Regions from separate parts of the Mus musculus genome. Here all the other regions are linked to region 3. The links are chromatin contacts, called in public promoter capture Hi-C maps. All regions are on one chromosome and are shown on one strand. Each heading gives the region's core, a stretch centred on a gene start, on an enhancer-like site or on the middle of the called end of the contact. The rest is flanking DNA. Distances are from core to core; before and after follow the strand shown.

Region 1 (2,740 bases), core at 45-2,544, 140 kb before region 3:
GAGACTGATAAAGGCTAAAGAGAAAAACGTACTCGATGGGTGGTGTTTTGTGGCTGGTACCATCTACAGAGTAGCAGAGGAGCTAGCCACACCAAGAATGTGTGGTTAAAACATCCCAGGGAAATCGAAGGGCAAAAGCAAAGGCTCTCGGCCAGCCACGGATGGGTTTAGCAGTTGGTAGAAGGAAGGTGCCAGAGGTTAAGCTTCCGGGAGTTGAGGTAGGGGGTCTGGCAACAGAACAAAAGGCCTCCTGGATGTTCTTAACTATGAAAGTGGCTAGGTGTGGATTTGAAGAAAGCCCCACACCCTGCTGGGCTTCAATTTTTATGTTTGTGTGTGCAAACTGAACCCACCAGGCTGCTGAGTCTATAGAGGAGGCACTTGGCAAACAGGAGTAACAAAATATTTCCCACCCACCTCCTTCCCTCTTCTGCTGGGTTAGCCTCTCTCGTTGTTAAGGATCTGTAATCAGCCTGCCTTCTAAATGACAGCTAAAAGGGCGAGGAGACCTCCTTTGGGGTCCCTAGCCTTTTCTGTCCCATCTCCCCACCTCCCCACTGCTGCAGATTCTGGTGCCTCGGTGGTCCCCGAGAGGGTGGGGGAAGACTGAGAGCCACTTCTATCTAGGACAGTTGAACCCTCTCTTGGCACTTGTATTCTTAAAATCCAGGAAAAAAACAAAAACAAAAACAAAACCCAAAAAACCAAACCAAACCAAACCAAAACCCATGCTAGCGCTCCCGGGTGCTTTTCAGTGTTTAGTGCCGCCTGGCGGCGAGGCCTGGTCTTGACCTCAGTGCCAGAGAAGACTCCTTGGAAAGCTCCGCTCAGGAAGAAAAGGGTAACAGCGAACAGGTCCTGAGGGCCTTGGCGCAGCGTCCTTAGAGAAGGGTCTTCTCTTCCTCCTCCCTAGTGTCCCCCAAAAGCAAGATCTTCACCTAGAGAGTTTTGACTTTGGAAAGAACTGTGCTGGCCAGGCTTACGCAGTCTTAGAAAAGGCTAAACCGTACGCTTACGGTCACGCCTGAGTGTCTGTGCCAGGGATTGCTTGTTCTGCCCCTAGGCTAGGAGTCTCTACCAGGCTTAGACCACAGTGAAAGAAAGCGCAGAGTCAGCCTGGGCTCCGGCAGACACGATGTGCGCCTCAGCACTTTCCGTTGTCATGCATGCGGGCTGGGACCAGATCGGTGACTCCGCTGCCTATGCAGACCAGAGCTGGCCAAAGCCTGCCAGCTGACTCAGCTTGCACACCCCACCCGGATTCCACAGGGAGAGGCAGCCAGACATGACTATAAAGCAGCGAACACCAGGCTCGCGCGCAGCCTCTCCATTTTCCGTCGGTGCGGTGCTCACTCACTCGGTGAGTACTGGGGGGAGAGGGAGTAACAAGGGAACCTCCCCTCACGCCCACCCGCTCCGCACAGCGGCAGCCTGTGTCCGGATCCAGACCCTAGATTCCTCACACCCTACTGGGGATGGGCAGGCTTAGGCTAAGTAGAGTGTTCCCGAGAAGTTAGCCCATGATCTTGCCCTTCTTATCTGCAGCGACATGAGCAGCGCCCCCGCGCCGGGCTCGGCGCCCGTTTGCCTCACACTCTGGGATGAGGAGGACTTCCAGGGTCGTCGCTGCCGGCTACTGAGCGACTGTGCCAACGTCTGTGAGCGGGGAGCCCTGCGCAGGGTGCGCTCAGTCAAGGTGGAAAACGGCGCGTGAGTGATCCTGCTGTGGCTAATGGGCCAATTTAGGGGTTTTCTGGCTTCTCTCCCTTCCACCCTAGCCAAAGTCAGAGCCCGGAACTTCAACCTTCACTCCAGTGCGCCGTAGACAGACTCATCAAGGAGAGAAATCTTTGTCCTCTCCAGTACTCCCAACCCCTCCCCAAGACAAAGGCAAGAAGCAATCGTGGGGCCGCCCTGAAACCTCCACGTTTTCTTTGTGCAGGTGGCTTTGTGGAGACAGATCCTTTGTGCTCTGCCCATCTGGGTATCCTAGAAGCCAGGTTGGGGTCCTGAAGATAGCAGAGGCTCCTTTGCCACTATAGCAGTACAGAGAACGGTTGGCTGCCTATGCAGTCACATAAAACCCAGAAGGAAGTCACTGGTTCGGCGATCTTATTAACCTGAAACATTCCTTCTAACCGCGGGCGATAAACGGGAAACCTGGGCCTTTCTAGCTCAGGTTTGGGGCTTTCAGTTTCCAGAGGAGCTGGGTCTATCTGAGGAATGGTTTAGCGTTGGAGAAATAGTTTGAGTCCCCGGATATTTTCAACCTTAGCAAACAGGGTGATGATGGGGGAGAGGGAGACTGAGCAGATGTTTCCCAGTTCCTCTTCTCTTTTTTTTTTTCAGATGGGTGGCCTTCGAGTACCCCGACTTCCAGGGACAGCAGTTCATTCTAGAGAAGGGAGACTATCCTTGCTGGAGTGCCTGGAGCGGAAGCAGTGGCCACCACAGCAACCAATTGCTGTCCTTCAGGCCAGTGCTCTGTGCGGTGAGCACAGCCAACTCCTCCCCCCCCCCCCCCCCCACACACACACACGCGCGCGCGCGCACACACACACACACCCCAACCTCTGATCTCCTGCCACCAAGCTCCAGGTCCCAACCAAAGTGAGTTGCTTTGAAATACCTACCCACCCACCACCACCCCATGATGTATGAATAAACTCTTGGGTGGGTGGTAGTGGCATTTGTGGACCTATCCCTGCATCAGCACCACGGACAGCACCAAAGACCAGCG
Region 2 (2,723 bases), core at 12-2,511, 190 kb before region 3:
ATAAGGTCCAGCTGAGTCAGACTGATTAAAAAAAAAAAAAGAAGAACTTGAAGAAAAACAAAAAAAGGGAGAAATCATTACAGGAGCTCCAAATAGCATCAACGTCATCACGTTCAAAGTACAGCCTTCAGATTCTGAGAAACCAGCGAGACACTCACTGAGTTCCACGTTCCTTAATCCCCAAAGAATTCCAGGCTTAGTTGGGCTGGCATGACTTAACCGACCTCCTGGACCTCCCTTGCAGCAGCCCTGCCCTCCCCCGCTCATGTGATCCCTCAAGCCAACTCAGGTCACTTTGTCACCTCAGTCCATCGCCTACCTCCCACAAGTGAACCCCAATCCTCCAAACTGCTCGTTTATTTTCTGGGTTTGCTTCCAGCTCTCTGAGCTCTCCCTCTATAACCACACCACACCCCTTTCATTCTGAGGAGGAATGGGTTCACTGTTCAGGCAGTAAAACTCTTTAATTGCCGAAGAATGAACTTTGAGATTCTTGGCTTTTTCTACGTCGCCTTCATCCAATGATACCTTTCTCACAGCGTGCACACCAGTGCACAGACAAAAAAGAATTTCTTCATACATTAACTTTTGTCTCTCTTCAAACAAGTTAATTTTCTTTGGTCTCAGACCAAAAGATATCTGGAAGAAAATGCCAAAGGTGTTCTCTTTCGGCAGCAGAAGGAGCACATTTATAAATCCTATGCAGTAAGAAATAACCAGAGGCTGTTTTCAATGAACCATCATGATCATAGGGAATGAGGCTCTGAGTCTAGATCAGTCTACTTCAAGAGATTAGGAATGACTCCCATTCAGGCAATCTATGATTTTTGAGCCCAACAGTAATCTATGAATAAGGTGGTCAAATAAAGTAATTGCCAGGACACCATGAAAATTGGGGGAACCATGTTTACCTTGTCTGGAATGGAAAAAGACCACAGTTGGTACTACAGCAGGGAAAATCTTGGATTCAATACTTAACATAGGGAGATTAAATTTGAGCAGGCATTGACTGGGTGTGTAGCTTAGTGATGATCAAAGCTTTAATTCTTAGCACAAAAAGAAAAAAATATATAAAGAAAGTTAAAGAAAAAAGAAGAAAAAGGAAAGGAAAGAAGAAAAAAGAGAGAAAATAAAGGAAAAGAAATGAAATGAAGAGAAAAACAAAACAAAAAGAAACGGACTCATTCGCTTTCTCTGAACCTTGGCTCTTTTGGGTTGCCGTCGTTGCCATGGGATACCAAAAGACGCTGTGTCCCGAGCGTCCTGTATCTACGGAGACGTTAGCACAGCGTTTGCATGAGTTCTAAACGTTGGAGGCCAGCGAGAGGAACAAGGAACGGTATCTGTACTAAAAACCCCTTTTACAGGAAATCGTGGCGGGTCTTCAGAAAGTCCTTTCGTTGTGGGCGAGATTAATTAGATGCGGGGGCCAGGAGACCCTGAGAAGCCCCATAAGTACATTTTGTTCCCTTCGTTTTAAGGCTTCCTTCCTCAGCTCTACTTGACCACTCCTTACCCTCACCCCTACTCCCGGTTTTTTCACCTGTCGTTTGTAAAATTTTAAGATCAGAAATTAGGCAAATAAAAGAAACTGATAAAATACCCCCACCCCCGAAACTAGAAAATTGGTTTAAAACAAGCCCCCCCCAAACACACACACACACACACACACACACACACACACACACACACACACACACACACACACAACTGCACGTTTTTTCACAGCAAAATGTTGCAAATGACCTTCTCTGTTCCCGGAAAGGCTCCATGCTTCCTGCCTTAAGTCCCGGCTGGACCACTTTTCTACCTTATTTTGTCTCTTCTCTAGCCTTTCAGAGATAGATTGGTGTATTGAGTGGGGACTTTTTCAGAGAGGCAAGGCAGACTGTCTGTTGAATCCCCTGATGTCTGAGAGATCAGGGACTAGGGACAGGACCTAAAGCTATCCAAGGACAGAAAAGTAACAGCTCTCCTCCCCACCCGCAGCTTGCATTTCTTGGGTTCTGTCTGAACACCCACTTTACATTTGGAGGTAGGAAGCTTGTTTTGTACAAGTACCTGCTGTATCAGACCTGTTTGGTAAATGCTCTGTGAGGGAATGCATGGGATGAGGACAGTAACTTGAAATGGTTTCCTCCAGTGTTAGAGAACCTTCTAGGAACAAATGAGCCAACAGAGGGTTTCTCTGGCTGGTGGAGAGAGAATGAGATTGTCTTTGGGAAATGTGTAAACTGCTAAAGGTAATCATGAGATTGTTACATTATAACATGGGGACCTTAATTAACCACCAACTTGAAGAAGGAGATGTTTTAGGTTAAATTAAAAGCAAGTCATGGCCAATCATGATGGTTCATGTCTTTAATCCCAGCGCTTGGAAGACAGAGGCAAGTGGATCTCAGAGTTTGAGACTAACCTAGTCTGTAGATCTAGTTCCAGGACAGCCAGGGCTACACAGAGAAACCTTGTCTCAAAAGAAAAACAAGGAAAAGAAGGCAAATCACATGTAACGATAAACAACTGTAGGGATTAAAATATCTGTTGAAAACCTCACAATACTGTCTGGATTGTTAGTCAAATTGATACTATTTGGGATATGGACAATCTTACTTAAAGAAGTGAAAAAAAATACTAAACAATGTGAAATATAGAAATAAGTTCAAAAATAAGTATTACAGCTTTGCTGTCCAGTGTAGTAGCTACTAGGCAACTTTAACTATTGA
Region 3 (2,801 bases), core at 65-2,564:
AAGCCAGAGGAAGTTGAGTGTCCTGCTTAATCAGGCTCCATCTTAATCTTTCTTGAGACAGAGCCTCTCACTAAACCTAGTGAAACTAGGCTGGAGACCAGCAAGTCCCAGTGATCTTCCTGCTTCCACTTCCACATCCAGCTTTATATGTGGGGACTTGAACTTGGGTCCTCATGCTTACCCAGACAATGTTCTCCCCCACTGAGCCACCTCTCAAGCTCCTGGGCATCCTTACATTGGGTCTTTGTTACAGCAACCAAACGTCTATCCTAACTAATTTTTATTTGGAAATGATGCTACTTAAAACCTAATAGGAATACTAGTTTAGAGACTGACCAGCCTCTAGCAAGGAAAATACTGCACAGTGACAAGCTGTGGACCATTGTCACAAGTTCAGCAAAGACTGCCATGCCTAGACAATAGAGCACAGGCTGATGGACGCTGAGGTGGGCCCATTTGCTGTGTCTCAGAAGTTCCACTATCTGGCGACAGATCTGGTCCCAGGGACACTCATGAAAAGCAAAAGCCCCCCCCCCCCACACAGTTCTTCTCCACCCTCCTCGGAGGCCATTGCAGGTGCTTTGAAGCAGAAAAGAAAATATGTTCACTAAATCCAGCAGGAAACCCAATAGTCCATTCCTGAGTGTCCACTCAGAGGGTCGCGATGGAAGAGACTGGAATGACAAGAGGGAGGGAGGGACAGGGAGAGGAAAGCCAGAGCAGCTGGCTCAGCATTCCCCATTTGGACTCTGACTCAGGCCCTAGGAATGCCAAGGAAGGGGGTGAGGCGCATAGAAGCCAGGCTGGGTTCCCCTCTGGCACAGAGAGATGCAGAGTCAGTACTCATGGTGGGTTAGGGACTGGACTCCCGCACATCCATTCATCCCGCAGGCACAGGTCGGTTCAGGTACTGCTCCCTCTGCACGCAGGTGTGAAGCCCACTCCCTCTGCCCCATCTCTCACCTTTGGGATGACCAGCAGAGTGCCCACCGGTCTGATTCTCCTTCTCCATCTTTCATCTTTCACCTAAGAAGGGAATAGGGTGGCAGGACCCAAAATGGGATGTCTTGACATACTCTGCTCCTCTCTCGGGATCACTCACAACCCCCTTACCCTTCTCTATCCTCGAGTGTATCCTTTCTAACTCATCCCACCTAGGCTAGGGAAGTTTGCATGGAGGAGAAAGTGAAGGAAGCCAACTTTTCTCCTTAAAACTTTCAGTTCGAAGATGAGAGTTCCGCCTCCGCAGCGCCCCCAAGCTGCAGTGCGGGAACAGCTGCGGGTTAAGCGCTCCCTCCCAAGACCTGACAATCAGAGAGAACCCGATCTCTCAAGGGCCTGCCGCCAGGGACCAGCCCAGAATAGTGCCACCCTGCCGCCGCCTGTCGCGCACTTGCTAACGGACTAGAGCTGGCCGCATGGAGCCCGAGCTGGAGCACACATTGCCTGGGGTACCGGGGTCCCAGGGGGCCGGCGCTGGGACAGAGAAGGACAGCAAGCGCGTGGCTGTGTGTGGGCGCCCGTGTGTAGCCCGCGTGCTTGCTGTGCACTGTACTCTGAGTGTGTGAACTGGTCGGTGCTGTGTATGTATGTATTTTGCGTGTACGTGCCTGTGTGAGGTTCCAGGTGTACCAGGGGTGTGCAAGTTGTGCCTATCTGTATACATGTGGTGTTTGGGGTGGGTGTGCTTTTTAAAGGGGACAACCCAGAGACTTGAGAACGGATAGCATTTTCACTTCAGACATTCTCTCCCAAAGACCCTGACCTGGAGCCACAGTGGGGGTCCAGAGAGTCAAGGTGGGTGGAGTATCGCTCCCTGTGGGTCTAGCCTTTTCTCTTTAGCTCCCTTGTCCTCCGTCTTTTTGAACCCCAGTCCTTAACCCCTAGCTTGGCTTTTTTCAGGAGAAATTCTTTCTCCTCTCAGCTTTCTCCCTCTTCTTTTTCCCAATGTGTCCCCCACCTCCCCTTTCCTCTTTGCTGAAGATCTGAACCCCACCTTACCACTTTCCAGCTGTGAAATTTGTGGTAAATTGCTTAACCTCTCAGAGTTTCCGGTCCCTCGAGGCTAAATAGGAATGCTATTCCCATTTACAATACGTATCTTGGAAAATTCCAATGAATAGAAAACAAGAAATATTTGGGGAGGGGGGCTTTGAAAGCTTCCAAGAGGCTCAGTAATGACATGGGACTTGGTTTTGTTGTATCATTTCCTACTAGTCAAAGAGATTCCTTTCCTCCTTCCAGAGATGGACTTCTTAGAACAAGGAGAAAACTCATGGCCCTCACCAGCTGTGGCCACCAGCTCAGAAAGAACCTGTGCCATACGGGGAGTCAAGGCTTCCAGATGGACGAGACAGGAGGCCGTAGAGGAAGCAGAACCACCAGGTTTGGGAGAAGGTGAGGCCAAGGTCAGTTATGGTGACAGGGTCAGCAGGAATTCCAGAGCAGAGCTTGACCTCGGGCCTCTCCATCACACGGACTTAAACACAGTCTCACCTTGTGGCCTCTGCCTCCCTAAACGAGAGGCAATAACTATGTGATGACCCAGGGTCCCAGTGCAGCCACCTTGGGATGGAACAGAGTTGCTGTCAGCTAGGACTCTGAGACTCTTTACCATCCCGGTGCCCCCTGTGCTGCCAAACCCTGAAAGCCCAGATAGCATGCTTTGGAAGATGAAGTTACTGTCGTCCCTGCCTTCTTCCCCCAACAGGTGCCCAGTCCAGACCAGCTGCTGAGTCCACCAGGCAGGAGGCCACATTCCCGAAGGCCACACCCTTGGCTCAAGCTGTTCCCTTGGCTGA
Region 4 (2,700 bases), core at 85-2,584, 160 kb after region 3:
GCCCAAATCCAGCCCCAAAGTAGGGATTGTCTTTAAGGGCCAGAACAAAGTCTGAAAATGGCATCTTGAAAAGAAGCAGCACAGATGCTTATAGGCTCTGAGGCACTGTCAAAACCGAGGGATGGATTGTAGCAGAACTGGAAGAAAGCATAAGACTAGTATAGAAACTAGACCAGTCAATCTTGCTCCGCTCCCTCCCACAGAAGCAAGATGGACAGGTCAGCAGGACTGTGTTTCAGTGGAGTAGGAATGGTGTTGGAATGCCACAGCAAACACCCCAGGCTCTTCAATCCATTTTGCTCTTCAGTTAGACCTTTTGCCAGAAGGCCATTTTGGAGAGTTTCTCAATTCCAAAAAGCAATGTACCCAGCTCCACATCAGGATACTAGAAAGGCAAGACTCTGGTCCCTGGCAAGAGCTAGACAGAAGGGTCCCCACTGAATGGAATCGGCAAAGGTGATTTTTCCATTGCTCTGTCAATGACCACATGCCTTACCATCAGAAATGTCTTTCAAATATCCTCTCCCTTACACCCCGTTCCTAATGTCCTGTACAGACATTTATTACTTCTCACCTAAACTATTTCTTGCAAGTTATTTTGGTTCTTGAGGTGATATTTGAATGGACCTTCAGCACCTGCATCATCCAAACCCACCAATCCCAGACACGCTACAATTCTGTCACTTGTATTCCAGCACCCTTGGTGCCTTGCTCCCATTGGGTTCAAATACCACAGCCGGATACGCAGGGATGCCTACATTAGAATGCGTACCTTTACTAGCAAATCACTACCTACTTCTAGCTCTCTCAGTTCTGTTGGTACCGAATGACCCCCACCCCTTTATTCTAGGCATTCTTTTTCATTGAGATCATATAGTCTACTTCTTCCACGGAGCCTTTTTCTTTTTCTTTTTTTTTTTTTTTGGAGCCTTTTTCAAATTCAACCCAATTAAGATGTGACTAAGCCTAACTTAAGACAATGCCTAAGGGGACAAAATGGCAATTATTTCCAGAACACCTCTCCTTGCAACACTTCTCCACTGCCACTCCTCTGCCTGGCACACCGGCCCACTGGTGAATTGACAGCCGTGACCTCCGCTAAGGCTCGGAGCTGTGATCCAGAATTCCAAAGCACCTTTGCATGGAGAGCCGCTGACGAAGATCTCCTGGCCCCCGGCTCCCGAACCCTGACACACAGCAGCTGACTCCCGGACACCCTATACACAGACCTGCTCGCGCTTCCAGGAACGTGGGAGAGAGAAATCTGTCACTCCGCCCCCTTCCCTCCATGACTCTCTGGCCCTCACACTCGATGGTTTCGCCGGGCCTACGAAGAGGCAGCGCCGCTAGTCCCGCCCCGGACTGCTGCATCTACTTCCGGCCACACCCACCACGGAGTCCTTGCCACTCTTCCCTGCAATTCTCGATGGTTCCGCTTTGGGGCTTCAGAAGGGGGGTACTCAAGGACATAGAGGGGAAACCATAGAGTAGCACGGGCCTTGAAGAGAGACAGAGTGGCTGCCACACGTCAGATTCCTAGAGGCGCCTGGGCCGGGGGCGGCCACATCAAAGGCCCCCGAGGAGCCACTCCAGTCCCAGTCGGACCATAGAGATGCAGCTCCCGCCAGCCCACGGGTAGGAGGTGAGAGAGCGGCTGTCGGCGGGAACCAGGGGAAGTGCGGGCGCTGTGAGCTGAAGGTAAAAGTTTCTCTAGCTCCAGCTTGAGTGGGCCCTGGAGGTGGAGCCCGCGGGAGGAGGTGCTGCGGGGAGCGCGCCGGTGAGAGGGGCGCGGGCGCATCTCTGCTGGACTCGGGCGTCTCAGTCGCGTCACAGCTCCGGGCCCCGCCCGGGTATCCGCTGCCTCTCCTCAGGACCAGAACCGTGACGATGCATCATCCCAAGCCTTGCAGGTTCCAAAACGCCTTTCTCCTCCGCTGTATCTCGTGACTTGGCTGTCGCCCCACAGTGTAAAAGCTGTCGTCGCCGCCGCCTCCACTTTACAGACAGGAAAGCTGAGGTCCTGAGAAGCGAGGCAAGTGCATCGACTCAAGGCTACACGGTGAGTCAAAGCCCAGAGGCGCGTGGGAACTGAGGTGCCTACGCAGGGTTGCCTTGTTCCCCAGGCTTCGGTATCCCTTGCTTCTCCAGTCTCAAAAGCACGTTACTTCTTTCTGGCTCTCTCCTACCTCCTCCCCCGCATCTTCCTGAGGCCATGTGATGGGCTGGAAGACCGCCTAGAGCAGCAATAATTAGTAGTCCGTGGGGGCTGTGATTTCCAAAAAGCCTCGCTGACCACGGAAGTGCACTTCCCTGCCTCCTTCTTGAATTGCTGTCTGTTCCTGCTGTTATGCTTTTTAAAGACATATTTGTTTATTTTATGTATGTGAGTACACGGTTGCTTTCTTCAGACACAGGAGAAAGGGCATCGGATCCTATTAACAGATAGTTGCGAGCCACCATGTGGTTGCTGGGAATTGAACCCAGGACCTCTGGAAGAGCAGTCAGTGCTCTTCATCACTGCGCCATCCCTACAGCCCTCGTGCTGTTTTTACGTGGAGGGATTCTGTAGAATGAGAACTAGCCACTCTCACCTGGCACATACTCAGTGACCCAGTTTTGTTTGAAACAGGGCCTCACTGTTTAGCTCTGTCCTGGAACTCACTATGTAGACCAGGCTGGCCTCAAATTCACAGATACCTG
Region 5 (2,700 bases), core at 109-2,608, 200 kb after region 3:
GGACAGAAAGCATCTCTTTTTCCAGGTGTGGAAAACTATTTGGAATCTTCATATGGCTTAAAACTGCTGTATGAGCCGGGTGTGGTGGCGCACACCTTTAGTCCCAGCACTTGGGAGGCAGAGGCAGGCGGATTTCTGAGTTCGAGGCCAGCCTGGTCTACAAAGTGAGTTCCAGGACAGCCAGGGCTATACAGAGAAACCCTGTCTCGAAAAAACAAACAAACAAAAAAACCAAACAAACAAAAAATTGCTGTATGAAGACCAGAGGCCAAAGTAACAGGTCACTCTTAAATTCCTTGGTTGCTCAGACCATAGTGGGCTGAGGGTGACCTGAGATTGAAGTTTCCACCTTGTAGGCACAGGACTCTGTAGTTGGTCTTGGGATTGGAAGAAAACAGAATTACCTTCTCTGTTCCTGTGTCCAGGAACCTTACATGTCCTGAAACATGGGAAACCTGAGAACAGAGCCCAGGATCCAAAAACAGTTTCCCTAGCCAGCCTTAAAAAACTACTTCTTTCTTGTTGGGCAGTGGTGGCACACGCCTTTAATCCCAGCACTTGGGAGACAGAGGCAGGCAGATTTCTGAGTTTGAGACCAGCCTGGTCTATAGAGTGAGTTCCAGGACAGCCAGGGTTACATAGAGATATCCTGTCTCGAAAAACAACAAGCAAACAAACAAACTGCCTCTTTCCCCCCTGTCTAACCTGTCCCCACTCAAGAGCGGTGGTTTTAGCTTGCGTCTGTGTGTAGTATGGGCAAGAGTGTCAGCAGCACCTCAGGGAAGCCACAGTGTACAAGACCTGAGCTTCATGGAGGAGACTGAAGACCAGAAAGATTGGCTGTCCTGACAGGGTCCTTCAGTGACACAACTGCAATAGATTGCAGGTCTCTCTACAACCGGTGCAGAATTCACCAACTCTTCCCTTAGAAAGGGCCTTCTCCAGAAAGCATGTTGAAGGAAGGCCTGCGATCGGTGAGGGACACCGATGGTCTTTCTCTCCACTCCATTATCTTCTGGGTCCCCTACATACCGCCAAACAACTTCCTTTTCTTCCCGTTGTCTTACCTTTCCCATCCCATGTCTGACTTTTCTTTCTTCCTAGCTCATTCCTTTCTCTCTCACCAGCCTCTCTGCTCCCTCAAGTCAAGCTTTTTGTGTTCTCTTCTTAACCTTCTCCTCCTCCTCTTTCTCCATCACCCTTTCCTGCCATTCCCCTCCTTTATCTCCACTAATTCCCAATAGCCCTGGCTCTCAGCCCCTTTAAGGATTTCGAATCTACAGTCCAGGAGAGAGGGCACTTTCATTTGGACACTCAGTAACATGCCTCTCCTTTCAGCCTCATTTTTCCCTGTATCCTAGGAGACTGACTAAACAAAGTGCCCAAAGAATGTGTTAGAACCTAAGTGTTCCAAGTCTTGGTGTTCCCGCTAGTGTCTGAAAGGAAGGATGGTTACAACGGATGCAGGTGCAGTGGGGCGAGAAGAAACAGAGGATCTGGGAGAGGGGGCACCAGCAAGGACACAAAGGATAAAATTCTAAAAGTAAGAGAGATTGGGTCAGCCAGGCACAGTGGCAATCTTAACACATGGGAGGTGCAAACAGAAGGATCAGGGGCGTTCAAGGGTCATCATTGGCTATATAGGAAGTTGGAGGGTGGCCTAGGTTCAGGGTGGGGGGAGATTAGCACACACACACACACACATATATATATTTAGGATCTTGTACTTCCAAATAGCTTTATATGATCCTCGGAGTTTGGAAGTGTCAACACCAAGTGCCAATGACATTATAGTAGGAAGTCAGCATGTCTCAAATTTCTTTCTGGGAGGTAGGAAGGAAGAGAGCTATTTTGTCTATGTTCTCACTTCTGAGAAGGGTTATGGCTAACCTGTTTCATATAAAGTGGATAGGATGGCTCTGCTCAGAGGTCATAGCCCTTAGAATGTTAGAACTTTAAGGCTCTCTCAAGTCCAGAGACTTAAGCCTAGATCAATCATCTCCATGAGAGCGTTTTAGAATTTGTCAAATTACAGTTTCCAGGGATGAGGAGAACATATTTAGTGGGCACCCTAATAAGCAGTTCTGGCAAAAAGGCAACCTTGGGGAGCCCTAAATCCAAGTCCAGATCAAACAGTTGTCTGTGGCCTTAAAGTCCCATGGCATACAACCTGCTAGTGTACCAAGAACTTGCCTCGGCTTGTTAAGCAGGCAAAAACCAGAGCACAGAATAAACTCAAACCCTGACTCTTTCCAAGGTTATCTTAAAATCATCTCTTTATTACCACGAGTTCAACTGTCTCATGCGTTTTGAACACCCTCATTTGGTAACCCTCAACAGTCTCTTAATGCATCTTCATTGATGAGAATCTATTCTCATTCTGCCTCCCATCTTCCTGGGGTGGATTCACCTCTGAGACACAGTGGCTAGGGTCAGCACTCATTGCCCCGTACAGCTAAGAGGTTTCTCTATAAAAGGGTGATTGACACAGCTAGAAAGAAAATGGTTTTTAAGAGGCAGAGAGGATAAATTCGAGAGAACCAGGAAGGGGGGGGGGGAGTTCTGTGTAGCCTCAGGGTGGGAAAAGGAGCCTAGTTTAACCTAATACAGGTATGCATCTGTAGAGCTGAGTTAGGACTCAGGCAGGACTCAGCTTGGCCAGAGGTTGGTTAGAGCTCAGGGCCCTTACCGTAGGTAGGA

Evidence for each region. Promoter capture Hi-C pulls out the DNA fragments that hold promoters and counts their contacts. Capture Hi-C pulls out chosen DNA fragments and counts their contacts.
Region 1: a contact with region 3 is called in a promoter capture Hi-C map of embryonic stem cells. The contact joins the promoter of Cryba2 here to the promoter of Prkag3 in region 3. A contact is called at or near these places in 18 of 39 promoter capture datasets (the 3T3-L1 cell line, the C10 cell line, the HPC-7 cell line and 10 more), 1 of 15 datasets of contacts at CTCF or cohesin (the NIH/3T3 cell line), 11 of 484 Hi-C or Micro-C datasets (the AML12 cell line, LSK cells, the N1E-115 cell line and 4 more), 6 of 115 datasets of contacts at active chromatin or transcription factors (embryonic stem cells, pancreatic cancer cells and stem cell-derived neural progenitor cells) and 3 of 9 other capture datasets (adipose tissue, embryonic stem cells and liver).
Region 2: a contact with region 3 is called in a promoter capture Hi-C map of pancreatic islet. The contact joins the promoter of Cfap65 here to the promoter of Prkag3 in region 3. A contact is called at or near these places in 7 of 39 promoter capture datasets (the HPC-7 cell line, HPC-7-derived erythroid cells, cranial neural crest and 4 more) and 1 of 9 other capture datasets (pancreatic islet).
Region 4: a contact with region 3 is called in a promoter capture Hi-C map of liver. The contact joins the promoter of Bcs1l here to the promoter of Prkag3 in region 3. A contact is called at or near these places in 8 of 39 promoter capture datasets (3T3-L1-derived adipocytes, the C10 cell line, cranial neural crest and 4 more), 15 of 484 Hi-C or Micro-C datasets (cardiomyocytes, cerebellar granule neurons, embryonic fibroblasts and 10 more), 5 of 115 datasets of contacts at active chromatin or transcription factors (the SCID.adh cell line, astrocytes, bone marrow-derived macrophages and 2 more) and 3 of 9 other capture datasets (adipose tissue, liver and pancreatic islet).
Region 5: a contact with region 3 is called in a promoter capture Hi-C map of adipose tissue. The contact joins the promoter of Plcd4 here to the promoter of Prkag3 in region 3. A contact is called at or near these places in 7 of 39 promoter capture datasets (the 3T3-L1 cell line, cranial neural crest, embryonic stem cells and 2 more), 6 of 484 Hi-C or Micro-C datasets (the G1E-ER4 cell line, bone marrow-derived macrophages, cortical neurons and 2 more) and 4 of 9 other capture datasets (adipose tissue, embryonic stem cells, liver and 1 more).

Annotation. Positions count from the first base shown.
Region 1 is chr1:74,891,697-74,894,436 of GRCm38.p6, reverse strand. Cryba2 (crystallin, beta A2) reads left to right here and starts at 1,294. Exons shown (of 5, transcript NM_021541.3): 1 at 1,294-1,360; 2 at 1,546-1,710; 3 at 2,350-2,491. The coding sequence starts at 1,550.
Region 2 is chr1:74,934,137-74,936,859 of GRCm38.p6, reverse strand. Cfap65 (cilia and flagella associated protein 65) reads left to right here and starts at 1,261. Exons shown (of 33, transcript NM_001039495.1): 1 at 1,261-1,339.
Region 3 is chr1:74,747,468-74,750,268 of GRCm38.p6, reverse strand. Prkag3 (protein kinase, AMP-activated, gamma 3 non-catalytic subunit) reads left to right here and starts at 1,314. Exons shown (of 14, transcript NM_153744.3): 1 at 1,314-1,451; 2 at 1,758-1,797; 3 at 2,245-2,397; 4 at 2,711-2,801. The coding sequence starts at 1,419.
Region 4 is chr1:74,586,923-74,589,622 of GRCm38.p6, reverse strand. Bcs1l (BCS1-like (yeast)) reads right to left here and starts at 1,334. Exons shown (of 8, transcript NM_001305652.1): 1 at 1,230-1,334; 2 at 1-137. The coding sequence starts at 64. It overlaps Zfp142 (zinc finger protein 142), which reads left to right and starts at 1,595. Exons shown (of 9, transcript NM_001310668.1): 1 at 1,595-2,059.
Region 5 is chr1:74,543,018-74,545,717 of GRCm38.p6, reverse strand. Plcd4 (phospholipase C, delta 4) reads right to left here and starts at 1,358. Exons shown (of 18, transcript NM_148937.2): 1 at 1,068-1,358. It also overlaps a transcript of Usp37 not described here.